2 separate regions of the Zea mays genome follow, and region 2 is linked to region 1. Evidence: chromatin contacts called from public Hi-C data. All regions are on one chromosome and are shown on one strand. The core of a region is the stretch at or near the end of the contact, and the rest is flanking DNA. Distances in the headings are between cores, read along the strand shown.

Region 1 (6,523 bases), core at 2,398-4,897:
GTGTGCACCGGACATGTCCGGTGCGCCAGATCTGCTACGGTCGGCAACGGTCGACTGGGTTGTTTAAGGAAAGAAATCGGGCACCGGACAGTGTCCGGTGTGCACCGGACTGTCCGGTGCGCCCGACGACAGAAGGCAAGGATGGCCTTCCAGATTTGTTCTCAACGGCTCCTAGCTGCCTTGGGGCTATAAAAGGGACCCCTAGGCGCATGGAGGAGAACACCAAGCATTCCTACAACATTCTTAAGCACCAAGACATCGATCTCGCGCATTCGTTTCATTGTGATAGCATATAGAGCTCTTGTGGAGTTGTGAACTTCTTGAGTTGTGTTGCGAGCTCTTGTTGCTGCTTGTGTGCGTGTTGTTGCTCTGATCTTTTGAAGTCTTGTGTGCGTTGCTCATTCCCCCCTTGCTCTGTGTTTATTTGTGAACTTCAATTGTAAGGGCGAGAGGCTCCAAGTTGTGGAGATTCCTCGCAAACGGGATTGAGAAAAAGCAAGCAAAACACCGTGGTATTCAAGTGGGTCTTTGGACCGCTTGAGAGGGGTTGATTGCAACCCTCGTCCGTTGGGACGCCACAACGTGGAGTAGGCAAGCGTTGGTCTTGGCCGAACCACGGGATAAACCACTGTGTCCTCTCTGTGTTTGATCTTTTGTGGTATTGTGTTTTGTTGAGACTCCTCTCTAGCCACTTGGCAATAATTGCGCTAACACTTAACAAGTTGTTGTGGCTATAAGTTTAAGTTTTACAGGATCACCTATTCACCCCCCCCTCTAGGTGCTCTCACCACCCCACACATGAGCAGGACAACACATCGGCGATGGATAGAACGGGACGCACCATGCTATCCCTGGAGGAGGATGACAAGGCGATCTTGGTTGTGCTACCCTTTGGGTCCGTTTAGTCGGCTTTTGCTTTCGCACAGGTCGCCCTTTTGACTTCGTTTGTTTTATTGGCCGGTTGTGTGGAACGGCCTTCTTCATATATTTGGCAAGCAACTGACCAAAAGTAGGGCCGACTCTACTGAGCCGTCCAGACGTCTTAGTAGTGTTTTGTTTCCTAACACTCGTGTTGGAACGTTGTGGTCCGATGGTCTGAGGTTGCTGCTTCTGACCATCTGCGGACCGTCCGGCCATCATAGCCGGACTGTCCGCGCCTGTCTCGGACTGTTCGGCCTTAGTACCTGGATCGTTCGACGTACACAGAACAGGTGACCGTGATCGGGTGTCCGATCGTGCTTGCCCCCCGGTGCCTCCGGTCTTTCTTTTGTCCGGAGCCTTCAGAGTAACCATTCTGCGTGACATATTTGGTGTGCGAGGATTACCAATGACGATATTTTTATTTTTACTTTTATCGGCCGCACAAGGCCGAATTATGGCCTTTTTGCTCGTTGGCTCTAATGTGGTGATAGGAACAGGTGACCTGTCAATTTTCACCTCTTTTTGAAACCTCAACCGACCTTCGTTTATAGCCGATTGTATTTGCCGACGGAAGACGACACAATTCTTGGTGTTATGGAGAAAGGAGCCATGCCATTTGCAATAAACACACCCTTTTAATTGTTCAACCGGAGGAATTACATGTGACAATTTAATATTACCATGTTTAAGCAACTCATCAAATATTTTATCACATTTAGTAATATTAAATGTGAACTTAACCTTTTCCTTTTGTGTCGAGTGCGGGTGAGAGCGAACAGAAGGTTTGGCCTTAGTGGGCCAAACAAGCTCAGGGACGTGTGACTTTTTTTGTTCTTGGGGCTTGGGTGGCCGGTTATATTTACGCCGGCCTTCCGCACTAGGCGGATCACAGGTGACTTCTGGTGCTCCGGACGGTCCGACCTGCGCAGTCGGACGGTCTGTGGATGGATCGGACGGTCCGGTACTATTCTCGGACTATCCGGTCACGTCAGGAAACACATGTGACCCTTGTGGTAGGCTCTGTGTAACTCCGGACTGTCCGGCGTAGGGTGCCGGACGGTCTGACGGAGGGCCGGACGGTCCGATATTGTGTGCGGACGGTCCGGCCGCGCTCAGAGTTGACTCACCATTTAGCGAAGATGGTGGTGACGGTCGTCCTGGATATGAGTCCATCGGCATACCAGAGTATGGCTGGGAAAACCCTTTTGTTGCCGATATATTTGGCGCAATTGTTTTGGCGCCTAATTTATGTGATAAAAAACTAGGCATGTGAGTTTTTCCTAATGCGTGCGCCATCCTTTCTATATCCTCTGTGATACTTTTAATCCGATTATCAAAAGAAATTTTAATAGATGGAATATCATCGACTGACTTGACATCACCTATTGTGGGGAGCTGTTGCAGCACGGATGACATGTAATCGGCGTCTATTTCCCTTTCTTGGACGGTCTTCTGGTGGCAATCCACCCTGAAGTGCGAGAGGAACCATTTATCCGCCACCTTGAGCACCTGATCTTTTTGTCGTTGGACCTCCTCATCTATTTTCTTCATGTCATCTTTTAATCTTTTATGCTCAGCGGCCGATAAATTAGTCAGCCTTGTGCTGCTGTTTGGAGAAGCCCTGTTGAGATCTTTAGAATCGGCCATATAAGCCTGATTTTGTAGATCTTCAACCTCGTTCCCCAGCGGAGTCGCCAAAAGTATGTTGGTGCCTTTTTGGTCACCAAACACAATAATGAACCGCTTGGCGGTACTTGGCACCTTGGGTTCGGCTCCGCAAGATGAACAGTAGTGGCGGCCTGCGATAGGTCGCCGGATCGCCTGGTAGTGCCTTCTGCGACGGCGCGGACGGTCCGCGGCCTTGGGCCGGACGGTCCGTGACCTGGGCGCAGGAGCGGTGTCTTCCCTGCGTCACACCGGACGGTCCGCAGCTCTGGGCAGGATGGTCCGCGACCTGGTGACAGGGTCGTCTTCCTCCTCCTTGCTGGAATCTAGATCTCGTCCCCTAGGGGGAAAAGATCTTAAAGTGCTCCGGGTCGACAGGTCACCCGGGGCGTCCCCAGACGACGTGGAGTCGCCTAGGAATTAAGAGATCAAATCGAGGAAGAGGTCTTGGATGGAAAACTAGACCTTGCCCCCCAGGAGGGGTGAGATCCTAGGGTCGTCTTGGGATCGGCAGGCCACCCAAGACAGATCTAGACGACGTAGAGTCGACTAGGGGTGGAGGTGGATATGCGGAAGTCTACAACTAGAACTATGCTACATCTACTCCTAGGGCAGGAAAAGTAAGTAAGGTAATTGGTTCGATTGGAATGTGTTCGGGGGTTCTCAATCGGCCGTACCCCTTTATATTTATAGGGGAGGAGGTCTGAACCTTTTCCTAAAAGATAGCCAACAAACTCACACGTGATTAGATGGATAACCACACACGAGATAAGGATAAACATCCGAGTTAATCTAATCTCGGGACACGCGGACCGTCCGGGCCCATGGGCCGGACCGTCCGCTCATTTTGGTGTTCAACAAGTGTGATTGAGTGAGTTTAAATATATAGTAAGTCAAAATCCCTACTAACGTTTTCAATTCCTTCAGTCCGTGTGATGCAGAAATAATCAAAGAAGGTCTAATAAACCTTTAATTCATATAAATTTTAATAAAACCGAGCAAGGCCTAATTTAAGGTTAAAATGAAGAGACCCAGCCCGGCCGTGCGGTGCGGGAGGTGCCACGCCCGCCTCGAACTCTCGAAGCTTCGAGCACGCCACAACCCAACGGCGCGCGGGCGGCGGGCCCGTGAGCGTGCAGTGCTGAGTACACACGCCGAGCGGCGCCACTCCGGGTTAGCAGCAACAATACTGTGGGATTATATGAGATGAGAAGGAGACTACTAGACTAGCAGCCGTATCACTCACTACTCGCTGCCCGCGCCCGATCGGGCGCACTGCCCTGTGGTGTACTGGTGTGTCACGCCCCTCGTCACTCACCCCGTCACCCGCAACCCCATCTTCTATTCTTCCCGACGGCGCTCCTGGCAGCAGGTACTCAATGACCTACCCCCCGATGCGCTCCCGCCCCTTTTCTTTATCGGTGGATTGATGCGTGCCCTGGGTCGATCGATCGCCCTTCACTGTCCAAATGCTAGCGATTGGATTGGGTCGTTGTGGAATTGGGTTATGGGTGGACGTGCGGTCTGTAGATCCATTCATGGCCGTTCCCGTATCATTGTAGTAGTTGCTTTCTCCGCTCTTCTGGAGTAGAGGGAAACCCTCAAGAAATGTGTGTAAGCTTTGATTTGCACTGAGTTCTGGGATCTTATTAGGCCGTCTCGCCCTTTCTATTGCGGTAGGAGAAATGTTTGTTTCTGAGATTGAGCACACGCCGCCCAACCCGCAAGGACGTGTTGCCCGTCTGCTTTCCTCTTTCCCTTTTTTTTGTTTTTTTATATACGATTGTTAGAGGAACACCGAAAGCCGCGGTTTGCCAGATGCTGAATTTAATCTAGTGCTACAAAAAAACCTATTTCTATTTAGCTTCCAGTAAATTCCAGTTGATTCGCATAGGATCAGTAGTCAATAGGGGTGGTAATGGATCACGATCCAAACGTTTCTTCACAATAAGTTAGGGCCCTTAATCAATTTTAGTTAAAAAATGAGTAGGAATAAAGCCCGATCCTAACCCGATTCGATCCTTCAATTTTATAGTGTAAAATCTAGAGCCCTTACCATCCCTAGTAGTCGATTAACTGGTACATCCACTTTCTGTTTTGTGCCAACATAGGAGTAGGAGCCTCATAACTATCGCTAGAATTTTAGTCAAATTGCAAGTAAGCACATATAGGGCGATATCTGGATTCCCTGAAAAGCCAGTATCAATAAAAAAGATCCATTGAATGAACTGAAATATTTTTAGTAGGAATTTCAAGAACTAACGGTCAATCTTTTCGAGATAATCAAAGTCTGATTGAAGTTTGGGCAAAAAATGTATTCACTTTAAATCGACCGTTTACAAAAGGAATCTTTGGATCCCCTGAGTATTTTAGTTTACTTCTATGTATCGGGAGCTCAGCCATGTCAACAAGCTCGATGATCGGAGTATGCTAAGAGTCTTCATCGGCTACGTGGACGGCGTCAAGGCCTACTGCATCTTCGACCTTGTGACATAGCGCGTGCACATCACGTGCAACATTGCGTTCGACAAAGGGTGAGGCTGGGTATGGGTCATGATGGTGGACAACAACTTGACTTCGATGATCAGTGACTTCGTTGTTGACTACATCCACTTCGAGGGAGTAACTCTTCTTCACCGGGCTCACCTACCCTAGCACCTGGTTTGTCCACCAACACCGTCAGCCACGCCTCATTGTCCTGCACCGACGCCCACACCTTCGGGGTCGACGTCAACAACTTTGGTCCGCGATGAACATCACACGTTGTTTGCCACTCCACTATCCAATGATGAGGGTTGCATCGACGCCTACCACGACGATGAGCCTCTGCACTACCGCACTATGGACAACATCTCAGTGAGTAGTATACCCCTAGAGTGGTGCACTACAACTTAGAGGCGGAGCTACACCTGGCGCATGATGACATCGAGTCCCGCTCCTTCAGTGAGGCATAGGGGGACACGCCGCAATGCAGTAACCAAATGTGGGAGTTGGTTGACCTTGCTGGCCATCACATCATCACCCTTAAGTGGGTCTTCATGCTCAAGTAGAATGAGTCCGGGGCGGTGATTAAGCACAAGGCGTGTCTGGTGGTGCACGGGTTCATTCAACAGGAGGGAGTTGATTTTGATGATGCCTTTGCACCTGTCGCGTGGCGACAATCCATCCGTGTCCTCGCGTTGGCAGCTTAGGAGGGTTGTGCCACCACATGGATGTCAAATCAGCCTTCCTCAGCGTCGACTTGAAGGAGGTCTACACCTACTAGTAGTCAGGATTCTCATCCTCGACAAGGAGAACAAGGTTGTCGACCTAAGCAAGGCCCTCTATGGCCTGCAGCAGGCACCACGAGCTTGGAACACCAAACTAGATTCCACTCTCAAGCAGATGGGGTTCCAACAACATGCTCATGAGGCTGTTGTCTACCGACAGGGCTAGGGAGTCTATGCCTTACTCATAGGCGTCTATGTTGACGACTTGGGTGATCATCGACACCAAGGAAGAAGAGTTGGAGGCGTTCAAGGCTAAAATGCAGGCTGAAGGCCGCTTTACATGGGAATCGAGGTACACCAAGACACCTCCGCCATCTCACTCCATCAGATCGCCTACGCCAAATGCATCATCGAGTTGGGTGGGCACACCGACTGCAACCCGAACTACATCGAGGTCCACGCAGGCTCTCTGGCTAGTGGTGATCTCCTTGGCAGGCACTGAAGCAGTAGAGCTCAGGGTGGAGAATGAGTTTGCCTAGGCATTGGTGAAGAATCTCGTCTTCCGTAAGCACGACAAGCACATTCTGGTCAAACACCACTTCATCAGGAGCTACTTGGATGAGGGGAGTGTTAAGGCCAACTACATTAGCACTCATGACTAGCTCATTGATTTCCTCACCAAATCACTTGGGAGGGTCAAGTTTCAGGAGATTAGCGATAGACTTGGG
Region 2 (6,523 bases), core at 2,108-4,607, 150 kb before region 1:
CATTATTTCTTGGAGGGCCATACACACAAGTAAGCCACCACGCACTTCTATCTTCACTGCAAAACTGAACTGAGACACTGTGAGTGTCCTGTCTTTTCTGGCCTGAAACCCCAACATGTCTTCTCCAAGCCACAAGGATACCTCCACTAGCCCCAGCAGAAGGTAGACAAATGTATGAACTGATGTTTTTGTGAGTCTTCCTGCTCGATTCATCAGAGAGACCTTCCATTTCGGGAGGTTATCAACGACCTTGTCTATCAACTGGTGCTAGCTCATGGACATTCATGTTAACTCAATATTTTGTGTTCCCTGCTTAATCCGGAGCTGCCCCTTTTGGTTCTCGTTATAAAACCCCCTCTTTCCCTATCAAAACCCTGTTATCTGTCTCTTTTCTTCCGGGTGAACATTTGTTTGTCCTTGTATTTCCATAGACTTGCTGGCAGGCCCTTTCTGTGTTAACTGAATCTCCCCCATTTGAGTTGTCCACATTGGGAATCCAGAAGACACTAACCTCCTTTAAAGGAGTCTCGAAGGTTGTTGCAGGGAATGGGAGTTCTGTCCAGGTATGGCATGATTTATGGAAGGACCAACTACTTCTCAGTTATACCCTGAATTATTCTCTTTGTGGCCAATACGAACATCACTCTTCTCCAAGCCAGGGCCCTACAATCCACTCATGAGATGTTTCATCTTCTGTTATCACAAGAAGCATGTCAACAGTATCTGTGTTTGCTCCCTATGTTACAAGAACCCTGAAATTTCGACCACAACGATAAGTGAAAGTACATATGGGGAAGCCAACACTACTCATCCTATAAGTGAAAGTCGCCTAGAGGGGGGGGGTGAATAGGCAAATCTGAAATTTATAAACTTTAAGCATCACTACAAGCCGGGGTTAGCGTTAGAAATAAAAGCGAGTCCGAAAGAGAGGGCGAAAACAAATCACAAGCAAATGAAGAGTGTGACACGGTGATTTGTTTTACCGAGGTTCGGTTCTTGCAAACCTACTCCCCGTTGAGGTGGTCACAAAGACCGGGTCTCTTTCAACCCTTTCCCTCTTTCAAACGGTCACCTAGACCGAGTGAGCTTTTCTCCTCAATCAATTGGGACACTTAGTCCCCACAAGGACCACCACACAATTGGTGTCTCTTGCTTTGATTACAAATGTCTTAGAAACAAGAATGGGGAAGAAGAAAAGCGATCCAAGAGACAAGAACTCAAATGAACACAAATGTCTCTCTCACAAGCCACTAAATCTTTGGAATGTGTTTGAGACTTGGAGAGGATTTGATCTTTGCTTTTGTGTCTTGGAGTGAAGTCTAGAGCTCTTGTATTGAATGTGCTGGCTGAAAACTTGGATGCCTTGAAGTGTGGTGGTTGGAGGTATTTATAGCCCCAACCACCAAAATGACCGTTGGGAGGGGCTGCTGTCGATGGGCGCACCGGACAGTCCGGTGCGCCAGCCACGTCACCCAACCGTTAGGGTTCGACCGTTGGAGCTCTGACAGGTGGGGCCACCGGACAGTCCGATGGTGCACCGGACAGGTACTGTTCACTGTCCGGTGCGCCTTCTGGCGCCTGCTCTGACTCTGCGCGAACTGTCCGCGCACTGTAGCGTTGTCAGCCGACCGTTGAACTCGACCGTTGCGCTGGCGACCGTTGCTCCGCTTGGCACACCGGACAGTCCGGTGAATTATAGCGGACTGGCTCCCAAAAACCCGAAGCTGAGCAGTTCAGAGTTGATCTTCCTGGTGCACCGGACACTTGTCCGGTGCGCCAGACCAGGGCAGCCTTCGGTTGGTTTTGCTCCTTTTTATTTGAACCATTTCTTGGACTTTTTATTGGTTTGTGTTGAACCTTTGGTACCTGTAGAACTTAAAATCTAGAGCAAACTAGTTAGTCCAATTATTTGTGTTGGGCAATTCAATCACAAAAATCATTTAGGAAAAGGTTTGACCCTATTTCCCTTTCAGTAAGGCGTACAAACATTTCATGGGATACATGCAGGTTCATCCAGTATTCCTTTGGTTGTGGAACTCCAAATGTCAAGCCAAACAAAAATTCTTCTTCTGGCTATTCTTGAAAGGTCGTTTGAACACCAAAGACATGCTTCGCCGAAGACAGATGGAGTTAGACTCATATAAGTGTGAAAACTGCATCTTGTAGAAGGATGAAACCTTGTCTCATCTATTCCTACGACGCAACTTTGCAAAAAAAGGTGTTGGGAACTTCTTGGGATTATGGCGTCCCTTCCCTCAAATCCGCACACTGCTGTTAGCAGGATCAAAAGACAGAAAGTGCCATGGTCAGGGAATCAAACATAACAATGCTTTGTTGCATATGGAAGATCAGGAATGGGTGGATCTTTGAAAGCATTCCGCCCACAATAACAAGATGCAAGTCCCTGTTTACTCAGGAGATGTTACTCATAAGTCACAAATTGAAATCGTCATTAGCAAATCCTGTTAGGCTTTGGCTAGACCAATTGTAATCTGCCCCACCCACCAACTTCTTTACGATTAACATTTCCCCCATGTAAATATTTACTATTCAATATAAATATTGTAGGGACCTCCCCTACGCTAACTTACATTCAAAAAAAAGTTGTCCACATTGGTCACCCCTTTTGCATGTTCTTCACCTGTTGAGCATTCAATTCCAGTTGTTGATTCCAAACTTGCTATTTCATCCTCTCTTGAAAACTGCAGAGATACCTGAATATAAATTGCCTCCCCTAAACGCCCAACTTTCTGCTATCTCCAATCCAGAGCCCTCAAAGATAGGTTGTGTAACCTTTTTACCTGACCACCCCTTATTATATATTCTCCTTGAGATACATCCCCAACTAGGTTACCTGTTTTAGTTAAATCAAGATTTTCAATTACTACTCTTGGACCCACAATAGAAGGGCATTATTCTCGAACTCTATATCAGGAGGCCTCCACAGGTAATGAAGAACTTCGGCAGTAACTAAGGCTCATGCAAGGGTGACACTGACTAAGTTTGATAGACCACATGACGTGGCATGCAGAAGCCTTGGGTTCCTCGTGCCCAGGGTGCCTAGCAGTATAAGCCCTCGGGGCCTCTCATGCCTCGGGGCATCTACCAGTATAAAGCCTTCGGGGCCCCTTACGCCCCAGGACATCGAACAGTATAAGCCCCCAGTTCCCCTTGCGCCTCGGGACATCTGGCATAATAGCCTTTGAGGCCCCTCACGTCCTAGGATCCACCGAATTCAAGTCAAGAAAGCAATCCTGCCAATTGGTTATAGGAGAAGTTAGTCTAGCTTGACTTGTCTATCCTTCCTCTTGGTAGAAGTTTTCCCCTCTCTGGCTTGAGGCTTGTAACTTTGTACACATCCATCATCAGCAAGACATAGGGTATTCGCACTCTGTGACTCGAACCTCTAGAAATCTGTGTGCTAGGCTCATAATGTCATGATCTGGTAGACATACTCTACGTGCCATGGTTCATTCCTCACTCCCTTAGCAATTCTTTTGCAGGTACCTTTGGTACCCATGTGTTTTTGCTACGACAGTTAGCTTCACCCAAAGCTGCCATAAGCTGTTCTTCTAACTTTATTGCACCACGGATGCATACCTTTGGCTGAAGAAAGGTGCACCTGAGTACTATTTTTTCTTATTTAATCTATGGGATTGTTTTTGGTCAATGGTGAACTGGGTAGCATATGCACACCTTTGTTCCGTATATGAAGTTGGCATTTTGCTTTGGGATTCTTCTGCTTAGAATCACTTGATGGCAGATTTACAGTGTTTTCTGATCAACTGTCATCTACATTCTTTTTTATCTGCATGCCTTGTCAGTTCCAATGTACTGAACTCCTCCTTCTGCAGTCGTGTCTATCTGATTCCAGGAATCAAGCGTATTGTGGTGAACATGAACTCCACATCTTCTCAGCGTGGTTACCCTGCCAAGAGGTGGTGTGCAGCGAACATGAGCTCCACATCTATGCGTCACTCTGCATGGAAGTCTGAGCCCTGGACTCACCTTACCCACAAACAGAGACGACCACAATGGATTGCTTATAATCCAAGGACAATGAGGCCTCCACCACTTAGCACTGATACCAATTCTATGAAGATTCTGTCCTGGAACGTTAATGGACTGCAAGCTATTGTACAGTCAGGGTTTTCTGCAGATGAATTGGTTGCCAGAGAGAACTTTGACGTCTTATGTCTTCAAGAGACACACTTGGAGGCAAGTTGTTTTGGTGTTTCCATTGCTGCTCCCTCATATACAGCTTCGTCCTGGGCAGTGGGATGCTTTGATGTGTACATGGGGTTTCTAAATAATCCAATATATCATGATATGGTGATCTTTCTTTATGATGCACACATACCAATGCCATGATCAGGTTTCCATTCTCTTTTCAGGAGCGCAATGTTGACCTTTTTAAAAACCTGGTACATGAATATGATTACACCTGTTGGTCATGCAGTGTTGCAAGGCTTGGTTATTCAGGAACTGCTGTTATATCACGGGTATGTTCTTCCTGTGGTTAATGCCCAGCATCTCCCTTTTGTACTGACTAAAAAGTCAGTGGATAGCAGCATTGCAATAAATCTTCTGAACCCAATACTATCAGTTGATACATAGTATATATCTAACCTCACTTTCCGTGTTCTTTTGTATGCATTAACAGGTACAACCAATCTCAGTTCAATATGGGCTTGGCATACCAGAGCATGATCAGGAAGGCAGGCTTATTACCTTGGAGTTTGATGATTTTTACTTGGTCAATGCTTATGTCCCAAATTCTGGCCGTGGTTTACGTAGACTGGTAAAAGCTATTCTTCCTTCATGTTGTTAGTGTTCATATTATGTTGTACTGCAATTGCTTAGGATATCTAATTTTGTTCTGTTGCTTCTTGGTCTTCAGAATTACAGGATCAATGATTGGGATCCATGCTTTAGCGACTTCATAAAGGTGCATCCACTTAGCTTTCCAATGTCCTTATTTGGCATCACCCATTGTTATTTTTTATGCTAATTGAGGAATTGTATTGTGCTTTTTATTCTTATTATATGTTGTTCTAAACCTGCTTGTCAAACACCGGTTGAGATTGTTTGAAATGTCATAAGTGTGTATTGCGATCCTAAGACGTGATAGCAATGGAAATAAGGGTAGGGAAAGATCGAAGTTTATATGGTAAAAGACAGTAAAAGGAGACTAAAAAAGATGGAATATACTGTTGAATAGGAGTACATGGAAAATAGCTAACTACGTGCTTGAACCTTGACTTGTGGTTTATATTAGGTTTCAACTCTAGCTTACTCCATCTCGTTCGGGACTAAAAGACTGTTGTTGTTGCTGTTGCTTTTGCTGTTGTTGATGTGTTGTTCTACAACATGGCTTGTACTCCAACTTCACAATTTGTCCCTTCAAATATAACTTTGCAAAGTGCAACTGAGATGTGCTTTTGCCTTTTGGTCTGCAGAAACTGGAATGTTCTAAACCAGTAATTGTTGCTGGGGATCTAAACTGTGCTCGTCAAAGTATTGACATTCACAATCCTCAAGTAAGTGTATTCGCTCACCCTTTTCTTAGAAAATTATTGCCCAAACGTTTGCACATGTTACTGTTCTGTTTTCATGGTTCTCAATGACAGGATACCATAAAAGACCAGTGGATTTTTTTGGGGATCTATCATATATGTATATTGCTAGGTGCCAATTTTGTTAAGGGGAATTGCAGACTTTATTTTACATTGTTAGGTGTTAATTTTAAGGGGAATTGCAGACTATTTTTTTTTTCCTTTTTGAGGAGACATGCCTCCTGTTTTTAGTACATTCTTTCACTTAAGAGCTGTATCTTCTCTAGAGAGCATGGTAGCCAGGTATACCATGGTTTAGTTAGAAACAAGTTTTGTTTAGGATGTTCTACTCGTCTAAGTATTGTTCTCTACTAAAAGAGCATTAGATATGAAAAAAAACTTGGCTGTTAGGGGAAAGACCGTCCCACGGTATTATATGAAGAAGCTTAATCGGAGCCCCAACCGAGAAAGGTCATGAAAACTAACTCCCGTGTAGCATGAGGGTGCGCCCCGTATAGGCCAGATCTTTACTTGTGCTTTGAGCCCTCCCAAAGTCACAACCCCTACACGAGGATCCTCCGCCTCATAGATCAGTTTGTCTCGTGTGCACACAACCAGAGGAACTAGCGAGTTACTTTTTTTAACCTCAGCCTGAAATTCGCTTTCACTGAAATTTGAACTCAGGACCTAAGGAGTACTACTCAGACCACCCTAGAGGTCCTTTTGCAATTAGATGTGAAACATAATTGCCTTTTAAGTTCTTGTGAGCATTGTTCTCTTCTTTTTTGGTCCTCTGACACGTGTGGTTTCTCATTCTGCGAAAATTTCAGAGAAACAAAGGTGTTTATTGACATCTTCCCTTGTTAGGGTTACAATATAACTTTTCTAATGTGCTAGGATATTCTTGTTAGGGTTACAATATAACTTTTCTATATATATATATATATATATATATATATATATATATA

The links. A called contact is a pair of places that touch in the nucleus more often than the background predicts.
Region 2: a contact with region 1 is called in a Hi-C map of root tip, with 3 times the contacts expected there. The contact joins the enhancer-like site here to the promoter of LOC100194242 in region 1. A contact is called at or near these places in 2 of 25 Hi-C or Micro-C datasets (root tip and tassel).

Annotation. Positions count from the first base shown.
Region 1 is chr3:192,979,381-192,985,903 of Zm-B73-REFERENCE-NAM-5.0, reverse strand. It overlaps LOC100194242, which reads left to right and starts at 3,647. Exons shown (of 2, transcript NM_001139283.1): 1 at 3,647-3,958.
Region 2 is chr3:193,128,490-193,135,012 of Zm-B73-REFERENCE-NAM-5.0, reverse strand. LOC100191243 reads left to right here. Exons shown (of 8, transcript NM_001136677.1): 2 at 3,855-4,218; 3 at 4,395-4,502; 4 at 4,664-4,801; 5 at 4,901-4,948; 6 at 5,460-5,540. The coding sequence starts at 3,898. Among protein-coding and RNA genes, the nearest start is that of LOC100191243, 16 kb to the left of the region's middle. Within about 2 kb of position 3,357, at least 2 of the 20 cell types and tissues checked have an H3K27ac peak or open chromatin away from gene starts, as enhancers often do. A contact at or near this core is called in root tip, where this site is marked.